Linked DNA regions of Cricetulus griseus: region 1 is linked to region 2. A link is a contact called in public Hi-C data. All regions are on one chromosome and are shown on one strand. Each heading gives the region's core, a stretch centred on a gene start, on an enhancer-like site or on the middle of the called end of the contact. The rest is flanking DNA. Distances are from core to core; before and after follow the strand shown. Region 1 holds the start of Fxyd6 (FXYD domain-containing ion transport regulator 6). Region 2 has its middle 12 kb from the start of Tmprss13.

Region 1 (4,845 bases), core at 945-3,444, 86 kb after region 2:
AACTAATCAGTGGAGTGCATCATTCACAGTGTTTGGTGGCTGTGTTTTCTATCATCCACAATGTGTGTTTCCACAGATCTATAATATAAATCCTGTTTCTTTTGAGGGTGGGTGCTCAAAACTGTTAAAAACCTCTTGATCGTATGTGTGCCCCGGGCAGCATGCACGTAAGTGTCTGTAACCATATCATTTACCATTAGCAATGTATTTTTAACAACACCAAACATCCATCAACAAGACAATGGATCACTACACAGTAATTTGCCTTCACAATGAAATATCACATTAAACATGAATTAACTATGATTCTGTATAATAGTATAAATAAAACTTCAAAATAATGTTGATCAAAGCAAGTCTCAGGAGACTGTAAATATTACAATTATAAAGCTATTTTTTTTTAAAAGCTATACTAGGGGCTGGGGAGATGGCTCAGTCACTGAGCCATTTGCTTCTCAAGCATGAGGACCTGAGTTTGATCCCTTGAACTTATGCATAAAAAAAAAAAAAAAAAAAAAAAAAAGCCAGATGGAGTAGAAGCCAACCGCAGTCTCAGCACTGAGAAGAGCACTGAGAAGGTGGGGAATTAGGAGGATTTCTGGGATTCTCTGGCCAGTCAGCCTAGCCAAATCAAATCTGTTTGCTCCAGGGTCAGCGAAAGACCCTCTCTCAAAAGATAAAACGCAGTTGTAGTTGAGGAAGACATCCGATGTTGATCTCTTGGCTTCACATGGATGTGCATGTCCCTGCGCAGACACCTAGCATTTACATATACACAAAACCACACTAAGCATCGTGATTGGATATATGTGTCAAGCATAGTTTTAAGAAGAGCAAGGTGTATTGTTCATACAGCGGGAGATTCTTTCTCTGCCGCTTATATTTGGTTGGGCATAGTTCTGGATACAGCTATGCTGCCCTCTGGTGTCTCACTCGTGAATGGCATCAGAGCCGCTTGTTAGAATGAGCACCGGCTGGGCCGTGATAGCCAGGCTATAGCCCGGCTTTCCCAATCTGGAAAAGATTGAGTAGCTTTGAACACTCCTGATTTGAGTTCTTCTCCCTTCTCACTCTCTACTGCTCTCTGACCCTGAAAGTAATGAGTGTAACTCCATATGTCTCGGGAGTTGACTCTGCCATGTGTCCCATCCAGGTTCTCCCCCACCCCCACCCAGGATTAAGTGGTATAGCACTCAGTGTCTTCTAGGGAAGGAGGGACTGGGGGCTGATGCTTAGAAAACTTTGTCCACATTCCCTTTATACAATCAAGTCACCTTTTGAGGATGATGGCCTGGTCTTCTAAGGAAAGCTGATGAATACAGAGGAAACAGTATGAGGGGCAATTAAGGAGGTCATATATGAGTGTCAGGATTTGCCATAGAGTTTGGGGACCAGAGAGTGGCCTCCAGCCATTGACTGGACTACAGGGCTGGCACAAACACCTCCTAGAGGCTGAAGAGACTTCTTAGTGAGTAAGAACACTGACCACTCTTCCAGAGGACCAGCACCCACATTAAGCAGCTCCCAATTGCCTGTAACTCCAGCTCCAGGGGATATGATGCCCTGGATCTTCTAGCATCCAGGGACACCTGCATACATATAGCAAGCATGCACAGATACACACACAGAGAGACACACACACACACAGACACACGCACGCACGCACGCACGCACGCGCGCACACACACACACCAAATAAATCTTTTTTTTAAAAAAAAAAAAAAGACTTCCTGGTAGGCTGTTGACTGTGGGAGCTGGACCAGAGGCCCCACATTTTAATGAGGCAGAGATGGCCTGGAAGAAAGACACTGGGATGATCATCTCCCGAGTCCTTGGGGTGTTAAGGCTTTGACCCAGAAGCCCCATGCTAAATGAGTGGCTGAGCCCCTGTATGACCTCAGCCCTACAATTCCTTCTATGAAGGTCATTTACTATCATCAAACTTTCGGTTCCAGACTTATCATAGTGCCTGCTAAGTGTTCTGACTCATCTGGAATAATAGAATTGACCAGAGCTCTCCGAGAGTCTGATAAGACAGGCGACAGGTACCTTGGTCCTGGGGATCTGAAGTAGCCTCAGGTCACTTATGCTGCCAGCACAGCTGTGGCTGAGATGAGCTCCAGTTAGGGTGATAGCTTAAGGAGGAAGGTCTTCTGTCCCCAGAGTAATGTCTTCCTCCTTTATCCCAGACACCATGGAGACGGTGCTGATCCTCTGCAGCCTGCTGGCCCCTGCAGTCCTGGCTAGTGGTAAGAATCCTTTAGAGCCTGGCTGTGCCAAGCTGGCAGCCATAGCCCTTTCTGTTGAAGGTTCTGGCTGTTTTGAATGTTAGGGTCGAGAGGCAGCTTCACATCCGGTCAGGGACCTCACCATTAGTCAGCAGAGAAAAACAGATCCCAATTGAGGTGTTCCTAACTGCTCCCTGCATGGGTCCAGCTGGCCTTCTGTTAACCTCTCTAGGTACCTTGAGCTCCGGTGGACCTGCAGCCTAGACTAATTAACCCACCTTGACCATATATGCAAGTCATGAGTACCCCTTGCTCTCAGTTTCCCCATTTGTCACGAGTTGATAGACAGACCTGGCCTTTTAGAATAAATGTAGGGCATGCTGTGACCTCAGGAACCCACTGAGGCTGAGTCACATATACCATAGACCCTGGGTGTGGACCCTAAGCCCAGGAAACCCAACTTCCACAATCCCCCCGTATCTTCCCATGATCCTGCTTCACAGGGGTCCTTTAGTGGGGACAGGTTGCTGTGGGGCAGGTAAGATGTCACAGGAAACACCGCTGCCTTCCTCTTGACCATGTCTGTCTGCTTCCCCAGCAGCTGAGAAGGAGAAAGAAAAGGATCCGTTCTATTATGGTGAGTGAGCTCAGCAGCCCCCGGGGTGTGGCCCCATCCGAGAGGGACAAGCTTGTCCTCCTGGCCCTGCCCCTCTTTCACCTCACATCCCTGGTTCCTTTGCAGACTACCAGACCCTGAGGATTGGGGGATTGGTGTTCGCTGTGGTCCTCTTCTCTGTTGGGATACTACTCATCCTAAGTAAGTGTGTCCCCTTTTTCTCTGTGGCTGCTAGACAGATGGGGGTAGTGTACAAGCTTAGCCATGGTCTGCCTCTCCATGGTATCTCCAGGACCAATACAGGGCGGGGCATGTAGTAAGTGCTCAGTAAAACAAGGAAGGTGAGCAGGATGTTCTCTGCATCCCTAGGGCAGGAGCTCGGCCATCCCAGGAGTCAGATGTCATTTTCCTAGTGTTCCTAGGAAAGTGTCCCTATGCATTTCCCACCCTGATTATTTTTGCTCACCGTATGAAAGGGCAAAGTCCATCATAGTGGACAGGCATGGTGGAGCAGCTTGGTCCAAGGTAGTAGACATCTGTGGCTTGTTCTCATTAAGGTTGACCAGGAAGCAGAAAGTTCAGGGTATAACCAGAAGCAGCTATCACCTCTAACACCTGACCGCAGCAACCCACTTTGGTAGCTAGGCTACTCCTCCCACAAACAGCACCCCCACCGAGGATCAGGTATTTAGACACAACTTCCTGTGGGGTGCATCTGCCATTTAAACCATAGCACCTGGCCTCCCTTGACTCCTGCCCCCTACCCAGGGTTACTTCCTGTAGTAGTGCAGGCATCCACTGTGTGTCTGGTGGTGCCTTTGGTCTGTATAGATTCACAGTAGATTATGGCCCAGCTGGGAGCCTGACCTTGACTGGTTTCTTTGCATTTCAGGTCGCAGGTGCAAGTGCAGTTTCAATCAGAAGCCCAGGTGAGGTTGCCAAGGCTGTGGCCAACAGGGGCAACCGCAGAGGGGACAGGGAGAGGGTGTAATGTGAACCCGGTGGGCTGTCTCAGAGAGAGAATGTGGGAGGCCGAGGTATGAATCTGGGGATTTCCAAGTGACTTTGGAACAAAGGAGAGGTCACACATGGAGAGTGGGCCTCAGGTGTAAATCGGGGAAGGAATACTGAGTAAGAATGTGCTAGCATCGACCCCAGATGCTGTCCAGGAGGCCTGTACAAGACTGATCCAGACCCCAGAACATAGATGTCAATAAGGAGGCCTCTGCACTCCAGGGAGCCTCTGGTAGTGGATTAGTATTTTTCCCTGGTGCAAGAAGGGACTTTGAGAGCCCATCCCATATGAAGGGTTACACTCTGGCCCTGGACACATGGGGAAGGGCCCAGGATCAGCATAGGAAGACTTGGTGGACTTTGCTGAGCTCCCGTTGAGGGCCCTACCCTGCCTGGGGAGTAGTGGGTGGATGGGGTTGGGGGGATGGGCTGGGGGTGGGGGAGAAAGTTTGGGGGTGAGGGGAGGGAGAGGGAGAAGGGACTTGAAATAAGCTTGTTCCCTAACTAGAACTAATAAAATAAAATAAAATTTAAAAAAAAAAAAAAAAAAGAATGTGCTAGAACCTTGTCCGGAGGCCTTTGAGACAGCTAGGCTTGCTAAGAGGGAAGCCAAGGACTTCACGGCTGCTCTGAGGTGCAGGGCCTATACACTGTCTCTGCTTTTCATCTCTCTCTGAGGCTCTGTGCACTGCATAGACACCTGATCTTCCTTCTATGTCACACAAAGTTACACCCCTTCATTAAAACAGCCATGGTGGCCATAGACCTCAGAGCCTGTGGCAGGCACAAATCCCACCGGGGGCAGACATTGCAGGGCATTCCTGAGTTCTCTTTGCCTCTGTCCCTGTCAGTCTTGACTTCTCCTTTCACCTAGTGTTTGAATCCTTAAAGGGGCTCTGAGGGGAGGGGTTCTAGAAGCCCTACTTCAGGGAAGAGAATGAAGAGAATGGGGAGATGCTATGGTTTACCCTGGACACGGATGACAGT
Region 2 (4,809 bases), core at 1,173-3,672:
GAAGTGAAGGTGCTTCCTTCTTAACTCTTTCTCTTGCTTCTCTTCCTTGTGAAAATGAGTTCCTTTTGGAATATGGACCCCTTATCAGAGTCCTCTGTTTTCTTATCTGAGAGGGGGAAGGGCCCCTTGTGTTTGGATGGCCAAAGTTACTCAGAATCCAGGTCTTTGTTTGTTTGTTTCTTTCTTTCTTTCTTTCTTTCTTTCTTTCTTTCTTTCTTTCTTTCTTCTCTTCCTTCCTTCCTTCTTTCGTTCCAGACTTACTGAGCTAGGTTCTCAGCACCTAGCTCAGGTCTGGCATATGGGACTTCAAAATTATTTGTGAGAAAAAAAATGAAAGTAGGCTGGGGCTTGTCAGGAAGGTTTTGATGGGAGATGGAGGGAGAAAGGGTGAGACAAGGTGATGAGGGAATGGACTAAAGTTCATTGTACTTTGGTGTCAAACTGCCAAAAAGAAGTAAATATAAAAACAAAATGGCCAATCCTCACTGCTGAGTTAGAATTCCCCAGAGGCAGAAGAGAGGCCACTGCTGTCACACACGGAAGCATGATTCTGAGTATTTAAGATTAAGGAAAATGAAATATGGTAAAAATATTACTGGCTTTCAAGGGACCCTTGAAAGCTACCCCTTGAAGCCATAGTTGACGTGTTTTCCTCTTTTTAGTTTATTGTTACATCCAATAAAGACTGTACCCTTAAAAACAAAGCAAAACAAACCACTGGGTTAAAAAAAAACAAACCATATTTATAGACAATTTGTCCAAAAGGTATGCAGAGTTACCATACAACTCAGCAACTCCACTCCTAGGTGAATATACCTAAAAGACTTGGAAGCATATACCCACACAAGCTCTTGTCCACAGATGTTCACGGCAGCTTTACTCATAACTGTCCCAAAGAAGTGAAAGCAATCCAAATGACCAATGAATGATGAATGGATAAATTAAATACAGCATGTCCACAAAGTGGAATATTATTCCACAATAACAATGGGGAGATGACTCAGTGGTTAAGATGCTTGGGGCATACATATGAGAGCTGGAGTTGGGAACCCCATAAAAAGCTGGGCAAAATGGTTCATGACTGTAAGCTCAGTCTTGGCAGGGGAGGAGACACACAGCTCACTGGCTAGCCTCAGCCAAATCAATGAGTTCCAGATTCAGTGAGAGACCCTGTCTCAAAAAATTAAAGTGGAGAGCAGTTGAGGAAAGATCCTAATACTGATCTCCACATTCACAAATAAGCATGCATACCTCCCCACATGTACACCCCAACACCCTCTCACACGTGCGCAGATTAGAGTTCTAACACACGAATGGGCTTTGAGCACATGACAAACATCCAGACATGGAAGACTACATAATTGTGGTTTTATTTATAAGTAATATGCAGATTAGATGTATCTACAGATACAGAAAGTAGATTCAACATTACTTATGGATGTGGGAGGGACACTGGGGGGAAGTAGGGACTGACCACTAATGGCAAACATGTTCTTTGGAGGGGGGTGATGAAGATGAAATTAGTTGTGATAATGGTTTATGGTTGCACAACTTTGTGGATATAAAAACCATTTGATTGTACACTCTTCATGACTGACTCATACTGTCCGTGAATTCTGTCTCAACGAAGTTGTTAAAAGCATTTTATGGAATGAATAAATGAATCTCTTCCTCTACTCCCCATTTAGGGGGAGGATTTTTTTTTTTTCCAAGACAAGTTTTCACACTAACCCAGTCTGGTCTCAAACTCCTAGTGATCCTCCTGACTCCATGTCAGGAGTGCTGGGATTATTGGTTGCAGTTACACTGGCTTTGTTACATTGGTTAAATCTGCCTCTTCTGATTGTCTCCTGGCTCTTAGGTAGACAAGCCAGGCAGGATGGGCTCCAGGACCTGGTCACTAGGCCTAGAAATGGACAGCTGATGGCACCCAGCTTCTACAGTCTATGCACACCCAACCTTCTCTCTCCAACATGTGGCTTGTGAATGTAGCAAGAGATATGTAGGGACTCATAGAGGGTCAGATACAGGGGAGCCCCTAATGACTTTGCTCCCCCATGCTCCATAGCAGAGTGAGGCATTCTCTTCATTGTCTGGGTTCACCCCACCCCTTGTAATTACACCACTAGACCCCCTCTGTGTGTGTCATCTGCCCTTGGAGTAATTAAATAGAACTTGGGGCTGATGATTGGACCACATGGTATCGCACCAGCCCTAGAGCAGACTGGGAGAACTGGCTCTTCCAGGCTCTGGGATGAGTGGAAAGCCAGCACCTAGCATTGAGAGCCAGGGGTGAGGGGGGTTGGCAGCACAGGAAGGTTCTCTGTTCTTGTTCAGTCTTTACCCCCAAACTGGAGCCTGCAGATGGTAGGGCTGAGAACAGCTGGTTGGCTTAAGCTTGTGTTAGCCTGGAGGCTTTGAACTCTGTGCCAAGACCTGTGGTTTGGTGCAGGCCCCAGGATTCTTGGGCAGCTCTCAGCCCCAGGCATGGGCTGAGACAGGGAAGAAAGACCAAGTGCAGGAAGAGGTGGAAAATTCCAGTTTCCTAAGCCCTCTGCACAGGGAGTCAGGGTTAGAAGCCCAAGGGAACCGTGGACTGCTCAGAAAAGATGGCCTGAGATTCATTCCCACATCCTATTCACGTATTTGTTAGCAACCACTGTGCACTTACGCTGTGGGACAGTTTGACCCAACCAGAGTCCTCTCTTTTCATACAGAACCCAACGGGGCCTACCCTCCTCTGCCAGGTTCAATGGGATAGTGAAGTTCAAAGGAGTCAAGCCAATTATCTGCCCCACGTCATTAGACGTAGAGCCTGTATTCAAATCCTGTTTGGTCTGATTCAGACATTGAGATCTCATCCAACCATTGCCATACTCCATAATTTTGTGATCCTAAAGAACCAAGCTCTGGCTTGCATAGGGAATGTCCAAGTGATGCATGGACCATCTGAAGAAGGTAGAGACGTGACTCAACCACTGGGGTTATTTTGTGGGAGGACCCAGCAAGTTTTCTTTGTGATGGGAGCTCGCTAGAAGCAATTTAGATATGAAGCAACTCCTGTTTGGTGCATAGTAGAGATTCAATAAAGACTTGTTGATTGACTAACTGGTTGCTTAGATTTTTGTTAGATGGTGTAAGGGGAAGTAAAAGAATTGCTATCAGCTATTCACCAGATATTGATTAAGTGCACATTATGGCCAACGTCAATAGGAAAGTTAAGCTTCTTTGGGTTATTAATTGTATTTTTAAAGGTTGGTGATGAATTCATATATATTCTGAATGGAATGAAATACATCTGTGAATCCAGTGTGATAGCAGTGTACAGCATCTGTTTAGGTTTTCTCAGCATGTTGAAAAGGCCTTGCACACAAAACAATTGAAAAAAAATTGTGAGCAAGAACTATCTAAGGCCAAATATGATGATGTCCTGATTATCTCAGCAGAGGGGATGCCGAGGCAGGAAGGTCATGAGTTCAAGTCCTGCCTGGGCTACATAGTGATATCCTGTTTCAGATAGCAAAATAGAAAGGAAGGAGTGGGGTGGGGAGGAGTAAGGAAGGAGGGAGAGAGGGAAGGAGGGGAGGAAGTAAGGAGGGAAGAAAGGAGAGGAGATGGAGGGAAGGAAGGGGAGTGCCTGAAATTTACATAGTAATCTTGTAAATAATGTAACTCAATTTCCAACATAAGATACTCAGGGTTTTTTGTTTTGTTTTTGTTGTTGTTGTTTCTTTTTATCTATCTTGGCAGGGCTATTCAAAACTTCCTGAACTCTTTGGGAAAAGAATAACCAGTAGCTTCTGCATTTGAGTTAGATAGATGCAAGGTAGTATTAATAGTCTCAGAAATCCAAGTAGCTGGGTAGAATGGTGCATGCCTGCGAGTCTAAGACTCAGGAGGGTCAGGCAAGATGATCTTAGATTCAGTGCCAACATGAGATACTTGGTAAGAGCCAGCTCATAAAGACCAGAAATTGTTCTAGTCAAATAAATTATATTCAAACTCATTTTCTAGTATCTACCAACTATAAATTTTGGGCAATTACTGTACTCTTTGTGAACCTCAGTTACTTCTCCAATCTTTAAAATGAGTATATACATAGTATCTATTTGCAGTTAAGAGGGCTAATATTATTAACTGTTTTTTTTTTTTTGTTGTTGTTGTTGTTTTGTAACAAAGTCCTAAGATGATGAGGGCAAGGAGAAAGGTGGGTGAGGCGTCTAATTCACAAGGAAGTCCATGAGGCCCAGTAGAGAAGGCTACCCTTGCCTCATTTGAGTACCTCACTTGCTCCTGGAACAGGAAGGCACAAAGCTAACAACTGTTATTTGATACATAAAAGTGCAGTGAGATTCAGCGCTTGGTCAAGTGCTCTTTGATTTGCTGTTAGAAAACTGAAGGGTGCCAATGAGCTGGTTTGGCAGGTCAAGGTGCTTGCCTCCAAACCTGACAACCCGAGTTTGATCCATGAAATCCACACGATGGAAGAAGAGAACCAACTCCTAGCTGTCCTATAACCTGCACATGTATGCTTGTGGCACACTCAATAGCCTCAATAAATAAACAAGCAAGCAAACAAATAAATAAATGTAATAAAAATCTTTATTGGAAGGTTGTCTATCTCAACAACACAATCCAAGCTCTGCCCATGGGTCATGGCTCCCAGTCTCTTACTTTGACTCAAGGAAGAGTTGTCAGAGTTAGAATATATGGTTTGGGTACAGCCAACTAGCAACTGCTCCTAGCTTTCCCTACAACCGAAGATCAATGAACTTTTGATGTTTTGAGGCAGGGTTTTTGCCTTGTGCA

Evidence for each region. Hi-C and Micro-C count contacts between places; a contact is called where the count stands out from the background.
Region 1: a contact with region 2 is called in a Hi-C map of liver, with 3 times the contacts expected there. The contact joins the promoter of Fxyd6 here to the enhancer-like site in region 2. A contact is called at or near these places in 6 of 8 Hi-C or Micro-C datasets (the CHK-Q cell line, the CHL-YN cell line, the CHO-K1 cell line and 2 more).

The regions. Positions count from the first base shown.
Region 1 is chr4:157,100,647-157,105,491 of CriGri-PICRH-1.0, forward strand. It overlaps Fxyd6 (FXYD domain-containing ion transport regulator 6), which reads left to right and starts at 2,195. Exons shown (of 6, transcript XM_035443440.1): 1 at 2,195-2,249; 2 at 2,827-2,865; 3 at 2,971-3,045; 4 at 3,737-3,773. The coding sequence starts at 2,195.
Region 2 is chr4:157,014,364-157,019,172 of CriGri-PICRH-1.0, forward strand. No RefSeq gene overlaps it. Among named protein-coding and RNA genes, the nearest start is that of Tmprss13, 12 kb to the right of the region's middle. Within about 2 kb of position 2,423, at least 1 of the 6 cell types and tissues checked has open chromatin away from gene starts, as enhancers often do. A contact at or near this core is called in fibroblasts, where this site is marked.